Linked DNA regions of Mus musculus: regions 1 and 3 are each linked to region 2. Evidence: chromatin contacts called from public promoter capture Hi-C data. All regions are on one chromosome and are shown on one strand. The core of a region is the stretch at or near the end of the contact, and the rest is flanking DNA. Distances in the headings are between cores, read along the strand shown. Region 1 holds the start of 2810459M11Rik (RIKEN cDNA 2810459M11 gene). Region 2 holds the start of Itm2c (integral membrane protein 2C). Region 3 holds the start of Htr2b (5-hydroxytryptamine (serotonin) receptor 2B).

Region 1 (4,340 bases), core at 1,487-3,986, 150 kb before region 2:
GGCACCTTCTGCTAGAAAGAAAGAGAACAAATCCGCAAGGCAGAGGTCAGTTAGTGCCTGCTTCCCAAGCCAAAGGACTTCCCTCAGCAACCCACGAACCTCAGCTTTCTCCTGTCCTGGTTTCATCTGTCTGCTTATCTCACATCAGCCTTGCAGATTTCTGTTATGTGCACAGGCTAGGGAAACCATAGCAACAGAATGACATCAAATCAACCACAATTGCATACCACTAGAGAAAACTCTCACAGGGCAGTGATATCATTCCATTTTTAGTTCACACTCCCTCCTTGCTTCCTTCCTCACCTCTTCATTTCTTTATTCACCCATCTGTTCATTTGCTTTTGAAACAGGATCTCACTACGTACCCTAGGATGGCCTTGAACTTTCCATCCTCCTATCTCAACCTCCTGAATACTGGGGATTACAGATGCAAATTGTCACACCTTGCTTCAGACTATTTCTGAACACCAAGAAATTAAATGCTTTTTTGGGGGGGGTGTTTTGTTTTAGAGACAGGGTCTCATTGTGTAGCCCTGGCTGGCCTCAAACTCACTATGTAGATCAGGCTGGCCTCTGTACTGACTACTGGGATTAAAGGCATGGGTCACTTTTGTTTCCTTGCAGCCAAAGCTGCAACAAGAAGTTATAGTTAATTCATGAACTTGAATTAGTAAAATTCATTAGTAAAAGGTTTTGTTTTTCTCAGAGAGTGCTTTATAAGAGTAAGCAAGTGTTTAATATAATAGAGGATGATGCGTCTGCAAAGGTCCCATTTTCCAGAGTGGAAGGGGTTATTTTAAACCAAGGATTTGGTCATCCATCTTGGGTGCCAGGGTGTGAGGGCCTCTCAAGAGAAGGAAGGCTTAAAGAATTTTCTAGGCACTAGCTCATTAGTCTGGGGAGAATTTGTGTAAATTACCTTCTTTCCCTCAAAGCCAGGTAAGGAAGCCAATGAATGATTCTCAGAACAGGAATGCACGTGGGGTACTTATCTGCCTAATCTTTCAGGATCCTGGAGGTCGGTCAGCCTCCACCAAAGGAAGGTTGGCGGGAGGGGAGGGAACCGCCAGAGAACTACTGTGGCCTAGCCAGCAGGTGCAAGTGTGACATTTATAATATCAGACAACGTCTCCTGGTGTGAAAGGTCTGACATCTCCCAGTGGCAGGCTAATGCCCCAGAACACCTCACACAGCCAGAACACCTCACACAGCCACTCTTTAGTTCAAAAGCTTACTACAGTCAAAGGTCAAACGGAAGTGAGTTGAGCGGTGGAAAGCTTTCCTAGCGTTTGTCAGGGCTCCACTTAGGACCTTCTTTTTAATCCCAGTACTTTGCAGCAAAACACGCTGCCTTGGGACGTCTGATCCCATGACGGAGCAGTCTCCGACTAAAAGCGCTCACACCATCTCTACACTTTAGAATAGAGCGTGGAAGGAAAACCTGGCGGAAGCAGCCAGCGATCGGTGGCTACCAGGAATAACTGAGGTCGTCACGGTCTCGGTCCCTCACACCCTTCCGGATACGTCCCTGGCACCTATTCTGTGTTTTTGCCAGGAACTTCGATTGCCTTCCTCCCTTCCACACCGAGCCTCCTGTATAGCTCCCCCTCTCCTAAAGCTCTGAGGACAATCCTACCAGGACAAACTTGTCCTAAAGCTACAGTCACCCCGCCCCCCAGACTCAGTTCTTCCCACGCACACCACCCAAATTTTTGCATCTTCTATCCCAGTTTCCAACTCCTACATTGTTGTTGTTTAGAGCAGTTCAACTCTACTTCTTACCCACTTCCCACCAGTTGTACCCTCAGATACCCCACCCCCGATCTCATGTGCAGTCAGGATCTGGCCAGACAGACTCAATTCCATGTCCAGAGCATGTCCACCTTAGGCTGAGAAGCCTTGTGCTGGGGACCTCCCAGCACCGGGCCTCAGTTTACCTCAACAGAGTTGGGTGGCCTAAACGGGTTCAACCGGTCTAAAGGGACGCCTTCCCCAGTGCCCAGCCTGACCCCACACGCAGCCTCACCTGGTCGTCCCGGCCCCGCAGCTTGCAGGGCTCTGCAGGCCGCCTCCTGGACCGCCAGGCTGGAGGCGGGACAGCCGGGACGAAAGGCTGCTGCTTGCACCGGGCCCCCGACCTGGCGGCCGAACACCGTGCGCAGCAGCGTCTCGAGCAGCTGCAGTTCGGGCGCCCTCGCGTCATCCGCACCCGTGTCGGCCACCAGCACTCCGACCAGCGCGGCGCCCTCACACCTCCGGTCGCGCACGTCCCGCAGCATCTCCCGCAGGCGGCGCCGCGACTCCCGGGAGGTCAGCGATCCGACGCGGCACAGCACGAAAACGAGCGGCGAGCGAATGGCTCGCTCCGCCTTCGCCCCCGGAGCCCCGTGCGACTCGGTGGCCGCCGCGGTGCCCGCGCTCTCGGCCTCTGCGCAGCCCGGCTTGCCCGGCGCGGACTCCGGCGGGAACACGGCACCGGCGAAGTCCCTCAGCAGCGCGCGGCTCTGCTCGCGCTCCCACAGCTCGCCCACCAGCAGCACCTGCCCGCGGCCACCCGCCGCCTCCACCAACGCCTGGAAGGGTGGCTCCGCCGGGCTCGCGGGCCGCGGGGCCAGCGCCTCCAGCTCGCTCTCCATGCTGGCCGCCGCCTCCTGCGCCGAGCTGGGAGCTCCGCCGCTGCCTCGGCCGACACGCCCCCGAGGGCCGAGCCGCCCAGACCCCCTGCGCACTCCTGTCCCGCCGCACTGAATTTATCATTCACTCATTCGTTCATTTAGATACCCAGTAACACACTCAGTAGTTTAGGACTACTAAGCATTTAGGACATCTAGAAAGTACAGGCTCTTGTGGGGGACTGAGGATGAGTGGACATTATTAACCTGACTAATGTACCCTCTTAGGGTAAGATGGTTTTGTTTGTTTATGCGTTTTATTTGTTTTATGTGTATGGATATTTTGCTTAAATGCATCTGCACTAGTACCAGCGTCTGATCTCCTGGATCTGGAGTTGTGAATGTTTATAATCAACTACATGGGTACTGGGAACCCAATCCAGGTCCTCTGCAAAAGCAGTCAGTGCTCTTAATCGGTAAACCATCTCTCAGATTTTTTTTTTCTTTCTTTCTCCTGAGACACGATCTCACCATCCTAGCCTAGAATCTGGAGACCCTTTAGCTTCAGTTTAGGATTACAGTCTGTACCACCATTTCTAACTTCTGGAGCTATTTCGGAGTAGTCCTACAGGGTTTGGCGTCAGGGCCTGCTTTTCCAGTGGTGTAAGCTTTGGAGCCCAGTTGGAGCAGAAGAGTGAGTGAGAACGGGAGAGAGATGGGAAGCATAACATCCTAGCTTCAACTCTGTCGCTGTGATAAAAATACCTTAACACCAAACAGTTTAGGGAAGAGAAGAAAGGGCTTATTTTAGCTCACAGTTCCTGGTTGTAGCCATCACTGCAGGGAAGTCACAGAGGCAGGAGCTTCCAGACAGCTGGCCACAACACACCCACACCCATGAGTGAAGAGATAGGAATATTTTTGTACAATCACACCAATGAAGGGTGTCACACCCTTCAGGCTGGGTCTTCCCTCATCAGTTAAGGTGATCAAGATAATCCTGGCCATTCCCAGACCTGCTCACGGGGCAAGCTGACCTAGACTGTCCCCTTTTGAGACTCTCTCCCCAGGTGATTCTGGGTTGTGTTTCCTTGATAATTAGAATTAACCATCACCCAGGGGACCTCCTCTACCACTTCTCTTCAGCCTCCAATACTTCCTCCAAATGGATCAAGATCATCCTTTCCACAAACACTTGTTGCATTTGGGTACCACCTGATGTCATGTGAGGCTGTTGTTCCCCATGGGCCAGAATCTAGAACAAGTCTAGAGCAACCCGTCCCTTGTGACCCCTTCAGAAAAGCCAGTTACATTATGATGCACAATACTAGCAGAGTGATAGCTATGGAGTAGCAATGAGACTAACTTTTTGGTTGGGAGTCACCACAACTTGAGGCCCTGTATTAAAGGCTTGCAGAGTTAGGAAGGTTGAGAGCCACTGATCTAGAAGTGGACATGGGATGCTGGCGTGCTCTGGTGTTGGTCTATAGGTGTAAGGTGTGTACATGTATATGCATCTATGACTATTTGTCTAAAATCCAGGTCAGAAGCAGGAACATACGTCCTACCAGTTTTGTCCAAAAGAACATTCTGCGAACTGTTTTCCTGCCCTGTTCAAATGCAGTTGCCCTAAGGCACATGTGGCTATTACTGCACACTGGAGTTGATACAAATGCTTTTTACATGCTATTTAACATGAAGTTAAATTCAAATAGCCTCTGGGGCTTG
Region 2 (4,264 bases), core at 1,370-3,869:
AGCCAACAAGCGGTTCTGTAGGTATTTCAATCCCTCCTCCTGACTGCCAAGTGTGCTTCCCTGAGCTCCTTACTACCCAATGGTGATAAGGGTGGTGGCTCAGCAGGCCCTAGGCCATAACTAACAGCACGCATGGCAAGACAAAGTTGATATTTCCATTTCACGCTGGGGGAGGGCAGGACGCGCTGCTTAGCTTTGAGAGTCTGATAAAAGCAGGAAGTTGGATGATGGTTATCACTCACATTGTACTGGCGGCAGAGAACAAAACTAGCCACCGTCAAACATTCTGCCTATTCAGAAATGGCTACCGAGAAGGGGTAGGGATGTGAATAGTGGTGAAAAAGTATCCTCACGGGGACTAAAAAAAATTATATAAACAGCTATTTCAGGGATGCAGGCAAGCAGCCACCCCCACCCCCAAACTATGAAGGAAAGCTCTTTTCAACAGAAGAAGAGATTGAAGGTTGAGCACTTGGCCCACGAAGACAGACATTGGTCTTTAGAGGGCTGTTGCTGGGGAAGTTTTGCTTGCATAATAAAACCTCTTTTGTTTCTGGGGCACCTCTCGTCCCCTCTGATCTCTTCTACTACACAAAAATCAATTGCCTGGTCCTTTGAGGCTCATAGTCTCTGTCTGGTTTCTTCGTTATTAGTATGTGTTTTGTGTTAATCTGTATACTGTCACATTATTGCCTAGACTTATATAACCAAGTCTTCCAAGGCTAATGAGAAAAATTATAATTTCTTCACCCTTGGGCTCAGCCCTCCTATCCGACACCATCCATCAGCCAGCTGCCCTAGTGTGTGCCCTGTCAACGTTGACTCTGCTGGGACTTCCTTCTTAAGGGGGCGATAATGATATTCCTGAGTTGTTCAAGTTAGTCCTTCCGGCTCCTTAGATCACCCTTAGACCCATGGCTTTAGGCAGCTGGGTTCCAGTTCTATATCTTCACTGGGTACCAACAGACAATCTGCCACTTATCAGTTCCTGGGCCCCCATATCCAGACTAAGAAGAAGAGAGGAGGGACCTTCTTGGAAGTAATAAGGAAACTTAACCCCAGGGCAAACTTTTCAAACTGCAAAACAAAGTCAAGTATGGGGTGTCCCTCTCCACCTAGGCTTCAGACACCCTTCAACCCCCCCCACCTGGTTGGCCAATGAATTCTTGTTGGTGTCTGAATTGCTCGGTGCTGTAGTGACTAGAACAGAGCTGCCTGAGTCCCTGGCATCACCGTTTCTGCTCAGACTGGCCCACTGCATGACCCCCTCTTCCAGATCATTCCCCACGAGTTCCTCATATATGCCCAGGCAAAGGCAGAATCAGAGCTTCAAAACTTGATCCGGGAGGAGGAAGTGGAAGGGGCTTTTTTAGGTTCGGTCTGGATCGAAAGGCCCGGCTTGGTGCGCCCCAGGACCGCTGGGGGGCGTGTGACAGTGGCCATGAAAACACCCTTACTGAAGCAAAATGAAACTCGGCTGGGTCCGCTTTTCCGTCACCAGTCCTTCCAGTCAGTGACTGCCACGAGTCCTCCCCGACACACTCCACATAGCATAGTTTTCCATGGCGGAAATGACCTGGATCCCCTCAGCCAGGGGAAGGCGGGGCACACCAAGGCCAGTCCACACAAAGCCAACTGAGTGACTATAGGGATGTCTAGGGCACTGGGGCAGTAAGGAGCCCACTCAGCAGATGGTAACAACGTAGCTGGAAGCCAGAGAAGGAGCTAAGAAGTAGGGCCCGCAGGTGTGAAATGGGAGAAGGCTCATCACTGACTTAGGTCTGCCAGTTCCAACAGTAACCTCCACCCACCACAGACCCCATTTGAGGACCAAAACAATGGCACCTCCCTTTCGTTACTAACCAGAGATTCCCCAACCAAATTCCCCAACCAATCAGGCCTCATCACCTCCCCCCTTCCCGGCCCCGCTTTGGGGGAAACTACGTTCAACCCTCCTCCCCTCCCCCACTCGGGGACTGGCTTCCCGGCCCCTGCCCCTTGATTGGAACCAGACGCAAACCTTCACCAACATTCCCCAAACTTTCATGGGTCCGCCACCTTCCCTTATCTTGGAACTTCGCGCCCAGAAGCCCCCACTTTTGGAAAAGACCCTGTGTGCGTTCCCACTTAAGGACCAGTTCTGCTTTCGACTACCGCTGTGGGGAAGGTCCTGAGACCCTTTCCCAGATGCGGATGGAGCAGCCTTTTCAGACCTCTCATCCCGCTTCCGCTCGTGACTCTGAGGTACCGCTGGTCGTGGCGGCCACTGGGGAATGCCTAGGTCCCTCGATGACCCCCCACCCCCGCCCCGCCCCCATCTGAGACCCGGAGCCTCTCACCCTCGCCGGCGTCAGCAGGATCTCCGCGGCCGGGGCAGATGCCGAGGCCGGACCAGACGCCGCTGCTTTGTCCGCTTTATCAGCCTTGATGCCCGCTACCGCGGGCTGGAAACTGATCTTCACCATGGCTGCGTTGACCTGCGCCTGCTCCCTGCAGCCCCTGCCAGTGCAACCTCGATCGCAATGCCTGCTTCTTGCTGCGCCGCAGGCACCGGAAGTTTGGATGGCTCCGGAGTCCTCGCCTCTGTCCCCGCCCCGAACGCGTCCCGCCCCGCCTTCCAAGGAAGGACCTGACGCCTGCGCCGAACTGCACCGGGCAGCACTGTAGCTGAAGAATGCTGAGATTTCCTTCCACCTCTTGCTTATATTCATTCATTCAGTCGTCGCGCAAGAGCTTGGACCCCTTCCTTCTCCCTGCCCATGACTAGCATCCTCACATGTAGTTTAACACGACGTTGCCTGGCAACGTGCTTCTAACAAACTGCATCTCCCTCCTCCTCGATATCTTTGATTATGTTGAGAGAAGACGCAGAGTAACTAACTGTTCTAAGCTTTCCTCCTCCAACATGTGTTAGGCTGGAAAGGGGCATCAACTCCAGACGCCTAACTGCTTGCCTCTATCCTGAATTCTAAATCCATCCCCACCGCCTTCATTCTCCACCATGCATCTTTCTCTATCCTTCATCCTGCAAAACCTTCAGGGAGTGGAGGTGGGTAACTTGAGGTGCATAAGACCTACAATACCTTGCAGGAGTGGAATCGTGACTGGAAAATATGACAAGAATTACGGGGGGCTGGGCCAGAGGTTTTGGGTTCCAGTCAGGACTCTGCTCCTGCAGTGTATCACCGGGTATTAGGAAGAAGCCAAGATTTATGTTGCAGGGCCATCTCTTGACAACAAAGTCCTAGATCTCTCCTCGCTGTTCCCAATCCAGGCTGTGATAGCACCGAGCCTGCCGTGCTTGGCGTCAGTTCTACAAAGGTGCTGGTAATGGGGGCCGAGCATTCTGCTGGCGTATTGAGGACAGTCCAGTAGGCTCTGCTGCCCTCTCCTACCTGTCACGGCTTGGACAGAGTTGCCTTAGGCACTAGACCATTGTATCTCGGTTTAGATCTTGTATGAACCAGGCAGTCCAGGAGATACATAGCTTAAGGCAGTAGAATATAAATGGTAAAATGTATAATGGTAAAAGATGTAAATGGTGCGAAGGCCACTGGCACTGCAGGAATTGAGAGAATAGAGAGATGCATTACATGCAGGAAAGGCAAATCCATTACCAGAGTAGATGCTTACTTTGGTAAGGACTAAGCACTACCCTTTCTATGAAAGAAGCGGTCCAATGTAGGTGACCTGCCACCAGGGTGCTGGCTGGCCAACTCAGGGAATGGTGGCCAGTGACGGTCACTGCTGGTGTGGCAGATCTGGCACTCAGCTGCAGCTGTTACCAGATCACTTCAATGAGTGGAAGTCCATATTGCCAGTCCAGGTATAGTTTCCATCTCTATCGGCATGGCCGCTTGTTCATAGGCCCATTGGACAATGACAGGGATGGCTGGGGAAAGAGGCTGACTGTCCACAGAACGGGCCATCTGTCTACTGGAATACTGGACTCCTCCCCTGCTGAAGTCACCTTTTGATGAGCACTACATAGTACACAGGCATGTCACATCCTCTTGCACGCGCCGGACTCGACCAGCAAGAACGACACTGCAACAGGATCTTTCTGCACACATTTATTGGGAGAGCTTGATTGCAGAGGTGAAGAGACCCCAAGCCCAGAACTGGTGCTGCTTATATAGGCCTAGAAGAGGCGTGTCTCACACACGGATTGGTTATGCACTAAGCCTCATTTGCATGTTCCTCATCTGATTGGCTACTCTCTCTCTCTCTCTGTACCTCACAGAGCCTCATTATCATACCTCAT
Region 3 (4,093 bases), core at 1,065-3,564, 220 kb before region 2:
CCCAAAAGAGGACATGACTCGACTTAGTGTTTTGTTTCTCAAATGGCATTATTTTATGAGACTTAGAAAAAACAATTTTGCTTGGAACACAAACTCTGTTACAGGGCTTACAGTTGACTGCAGTTAAGCAGAAATTGGTAGTGAGGGCTGGAAATGCAAAAGCCTTAAAAAAACAAAATCCTGTTAAGTTTTAGTCTAGTAACATTCCAGCTCTGACACATTCTTTAGAAAACACAAGTATTTGGACAAGGAAAGACAGCCTATAATAAACTAGTTTAGGCATTTAATCTCTTTTGAGGAGTATAATAAAGCTATAAGCTCTTTGTAGGTTTGTCAATGTTTCAGCAGACAGCTCTAGATGGACCAACAAGCATCTAAGCAGAGACTGCAATGCAAAACACACTGAAAGCAAAACTCTTAACAGTAATCTTTGCTCACACATATGTGCATGTAATGATTTAAAGTAATAGTAAATGAAGTCATGATAAAATTATATAACCATGGGGCTGGAGAGATGGTTCAGCGGTCAAGAGCACTGACTGCTCTTCTAAAGGTCCTGAGTTCAATTCCTAGCAACAATATGGTAGCTCACAACCATCTGTAATGGGATCCAATGCTCTCTTCTGGTGTCTGAAGACAGCTACAGTACACTCACATACATAAAATAATGAATAAATCTTTTAAAAAATTGTATAACCGTTTTGCAATTTACAAAGAATCAAGAGATCTCAACATGATTATCAATCAACATCTTGAAATCAATCAGACCTTATGCAAACCACCAGCCTTAGCTCTCAATAGGAAATAGAAAATAAATGAGTAGAAAGAAACTGAATCTGAGTATTATGAAACTTGTAGAACAATTAATCAGGTATCGGAAATAGGGGTTGGTGAGATGACTTAGCAGGTAAGAAACCTGTTGCCAAGCCTGACTTTCTGAGTTTAATCATTGGGACACACATGCAAACTGTCTTCTGACCACACAGTGTGCTGAGCCATACACACCCTTCCCCACATCACGCATGCAAAAACCAAATAAGATGTTAACAAAAATTTAAGAATTTTAGGAAATGCAATCAACAAAAGTACTATGAGAAATCAAACAGGAATGATGACCCAAAAGAAGGAAGAAAAAGAAGAAAGAAAATAAATAGATCTTGAGGATTATCCTGAGCTAATGGTTGATGGAGAAGAGAAAGCCATTTTCTTCCGTGGTACCCTCACTGCTACTGTGTCCATGGTCTGTAAATAAGCTAATAAAACAGCCTGCCGGGACACTGATGCAAAGATTCAACCCAGGAAAGTAGAAGAGGGCTGGCAGCGATGAGAAGGAGGACAAGGGAGGTCAAGAGGATGTGAAACATGATGGAATGCCTTATGCATATGTATGAATATGCTTAATAAGAAACACACAAATCCCATCAGTTACGTAAAGAAGCAATTAAACTCTGAGAGACCTGTGAAGACCCTTTAAAAAGGAAACACTGAGAATACTAGAGGCTTTTTTTTTGTCTTGTTTTGTTTCTCTGTGTAGTGCTGGCTGTGTCAGGACTGGTTCTGTAGAACAGGGTGTCCTTGAACTCAGATAGATCTGCCTGCCTCTACCTCCTAAGTGCTGTGACACCACTGCCCTGCTGTAGCTTTAATGTTAAGCCAGGTTTATAGTTTAGAGAAAATCTCAAGAGCATACATGGTAAGATTTATACATTATTTTTCAGAAATAGGGCAGAAATAGATTTTTACTTCACATTATACACTTTTCCCAATTAAAAATCACTGGAAAAGAAGTTGCCAATGAACCAGCTTCCAAATTCAGATGCTGTTTAAAAATGAACAGTGACAAAGTTTCTGCCAAAAATCTATGTATACAAGCAGCATGCAGCTTTTTCTGTGCTTTTCTATATAAGGCTGTGACATGAGTAAATTTATTGCACTCCACAGCAAAGGCATTAGCTGGATGAAAATATTGTCTCACAGGTAAAAATCCCAAGTGTGTGAACTGCTATACAGCTAATGGAGGAGACTCTCCATTTTATCTTCTTTTCTCAAAAGGGAAAAACAGCCTAGGCCTCATTCCAAATAAAATCATCTTATGCTAAAGTTTAGAGTTTACCCTCTAAATATCAAAGAGAACACATAAGAATAGAACTTGAATCAGGTCATGAACTGGTTGGAACACGATTAACGAGGAGTTTTATGAATTACAATGACTATAGCTATATTCTAATAATGACAGTATCAAAGAGGAAACAACCTCTCTGGCAGGCAGACAGCTGCACAACACATTTGTTACACTGCTTACGAGCACCAGCCGCTAAGACTCAGAGCAAGTCAGTGGGGGAGGATCTGCCAGGAGAGGGAGTCCAACTGAACAGACACAGGACGGCTGGCTTAGGAAGCCACAGAAGACAAGCGGTGAGTATTTAGCAAATTCATATGCAACTAGCAGGTTTTTGTTGTTCCCATTTTAATCTTCAGGAGCTCTGCTTCCACATTCCTTTGTATCTATTCAGTGGTTTAAAAATTATAAATATGAAGGCAAATTTAATATGGGAGTTGTCAGTGTAATGAACAAATAACATAATCTTCCTCTTAAAGTGCTTCTCAAGGGAACTGGGAAAGTAAAGAAGACTTAAGAACTTAAAAAGAACTGGTTCAAAGTTGGCAGACTGATTTGATTACATTTAAAATCTTGTGGAAAGAAGTGATTACTACTAAAAGCAAGTATTTGGCTAGTGATACTTTGTACTACTTTCTCTCCAACTTAAGAAATTATTTTAAGAATTATAAAATGAGTTACAAACAAGCTTTTAAATCAACACTCATTCAGGTTCTTAGCTGGTAAATTCTTTACTCATAGGTGGGCTTGCCTCTTACTGGTGGGCCACTATTCTGAATGCTTTCTAAAGTTAAGGGACAAGGTATCCAAGGGCCAGATACCACGTAATGCGCTATCGTCTCTATTATCAACTCTGGGGGCACTGGCTGCACTGTCACAATACATACCGTCCTATCAAAACGGGAGGGGGAAGCTCTAGTGTTTTTTTACTGCTTTTTAGAAATAACTACCTCTGTATCTAGAAGGAAACTCTGATAAATTCATGTCTTAAAATTATAGAAAAAAAGAAATGATAAACTAACATTTTTCATCCACATCTATTGGTGTCTTTCATCAAGTCTTCTGGAATCTAAGCCTCTAGAAAATCTAAAATGTGGATGTCTTACCTGCAAACACGGACAGACGTGTACACAGTCCCATCTTCGAGAGCCTGAATCTTTTTAGAAGGAAGAAGTCACCTTGGCTGTGAGTGTCTGGTAGGTTTGCTAAATGCTTTGCTAAAGCAGATGACTTGCTTAGCTACTGACCATGCTGACCACTGTCTGGAACTGGACTGAGTCACCAAAAGGCGAATGGCTTCATCTTATAAAATGTCTGAACAAAGCACAACTTCTGAGCACATTTTACAGAAGACATGTGATCACCTGATCCTGACTAACCGTTCTGGATTAGAGACAGACTCAGTAGCAGAGGAAATGAAGCAGACTGTGGAGGGACAGGGGCATACAGTGCACTGGGCAGCTCTCCTGATACTCGCGGTGATAATACCCACCATTGGTGGGAACATCCTTGTGATTCTGGCTGTTGCACTGGAGAAAAGGCTGCAGTACGCTACCAACTACTTTTTAATGTCCTTGGCGATAGCAGATTTGCTGGTTGGATTGTTTGTGATGCCGATTGCCCTCTTGACAATCATGTTTGGTGAGTATTTCCCCTTGTTCCTGCCACTGAACACTACTAACGTAGTGAAATGGACACTCACTGACCTTTATTTTGTTTGAAATAAAAGAAGGACCTGGATTAAAAACACAGAAGGGAACATTCCTTCATTTTTCATGATTTGTAGTTACTGTGAAAGGACATACAAATAATTTCTTAGGAGCATGTTTACCCTTCCTCAGCCATCTTTATAAAGTCATTAAGTTGGCAATATTTGTAGATTCTGCATTTGTTACCTAAAAATTTTAGTAAGTAAAAAAAGTACATTTTTCAAAAAATTATTCATCCTTTCCCTTTAACAAAGTGATCGATAAC

The links. Promoter capture Hi-C pulls out the DNA fragments that hold promoters and counts their contacts. Capture Hi-C pulls out chosen DNA fragments and counts their contacts.
Region 1: a contact with region 2 is called in a promoter capture Hi-C map of liver. The contact joins the promoter of 2810459M11Rik here to the promoter of Itm2c in region 2. A contact is called at or near these places in 17 of 39 promoter capture datasets (the 3T3-L1 cell line, 3T3-L1-derived adipocytes, the C10 cell line and 11 more), 8 of 484 Hi-C or Micro-C datasets (Th1 cells, cerebral cortex, cortical neurons and 5 more), 16 of 115 datasets of contacts at active chromatin or transcription factors (astrocytes, differentiating embryonic stem cells, effector CD8 T cells and 12 more) and 3 of 9 other capture datasets (adipose tissue, liver and pancreatic islet).
Region 3: a contact with region 2 is called in a promoter capture Hi-C map of the HPC-7 cell line. The contact joins the promoter of Htr2b here to the promoter of Itm2c in region 2. A contact is called at or near these places in 4 of 39 promoter capture datasets (the C10 cell line, the HPC-7 cell line, cranial neural crest and 1 more) and 2 of 9 other capture datasets (adipose tissue and liver).

Annotation. Positions count from the first base shown.
Region 1 is chr1:86,044,259-86,048,598 of GRCm38.p6, reverse strand. 2810459M11Rik (RIKEN cDNA 2810459M11 gene) reads right to left here and starts at 2,736. Exons shown (of 3, transcript NM_001144993.1): 1 at 2,027-2,736; 2 at 1-8. The coding sequence starts at 2,636.
Region 2 is chr1:85,892,865-85,897,128 of GRCm38.p6, reverse strand. It overlaps Itm2c (integral membrane protein 2C), which reads right to left and starts at 2,619. Exons shown (of 6, transcript NM_022417.3): 1 at 2,340-2,619. The coding sequence starts at 2,465.
Region 3 is chr1:86,110,201-86,114,293 of GRCm38.p6, reverse strand. Htr2b (5-hydroxytryptamine (serotonin) receptor 2B) reads left to right here and starts at 2,314. Exons shown (of 4, transcript NM_008311.3): 1 at 2,314-2,415; 2 at 3,178-3,760. The coding sequence starts at 3,412. All of the region lies in intron 16 of Psmd1 (proteasome (prosome, macropain) 26S subunit, non-ATPase, 1), which reads right to left.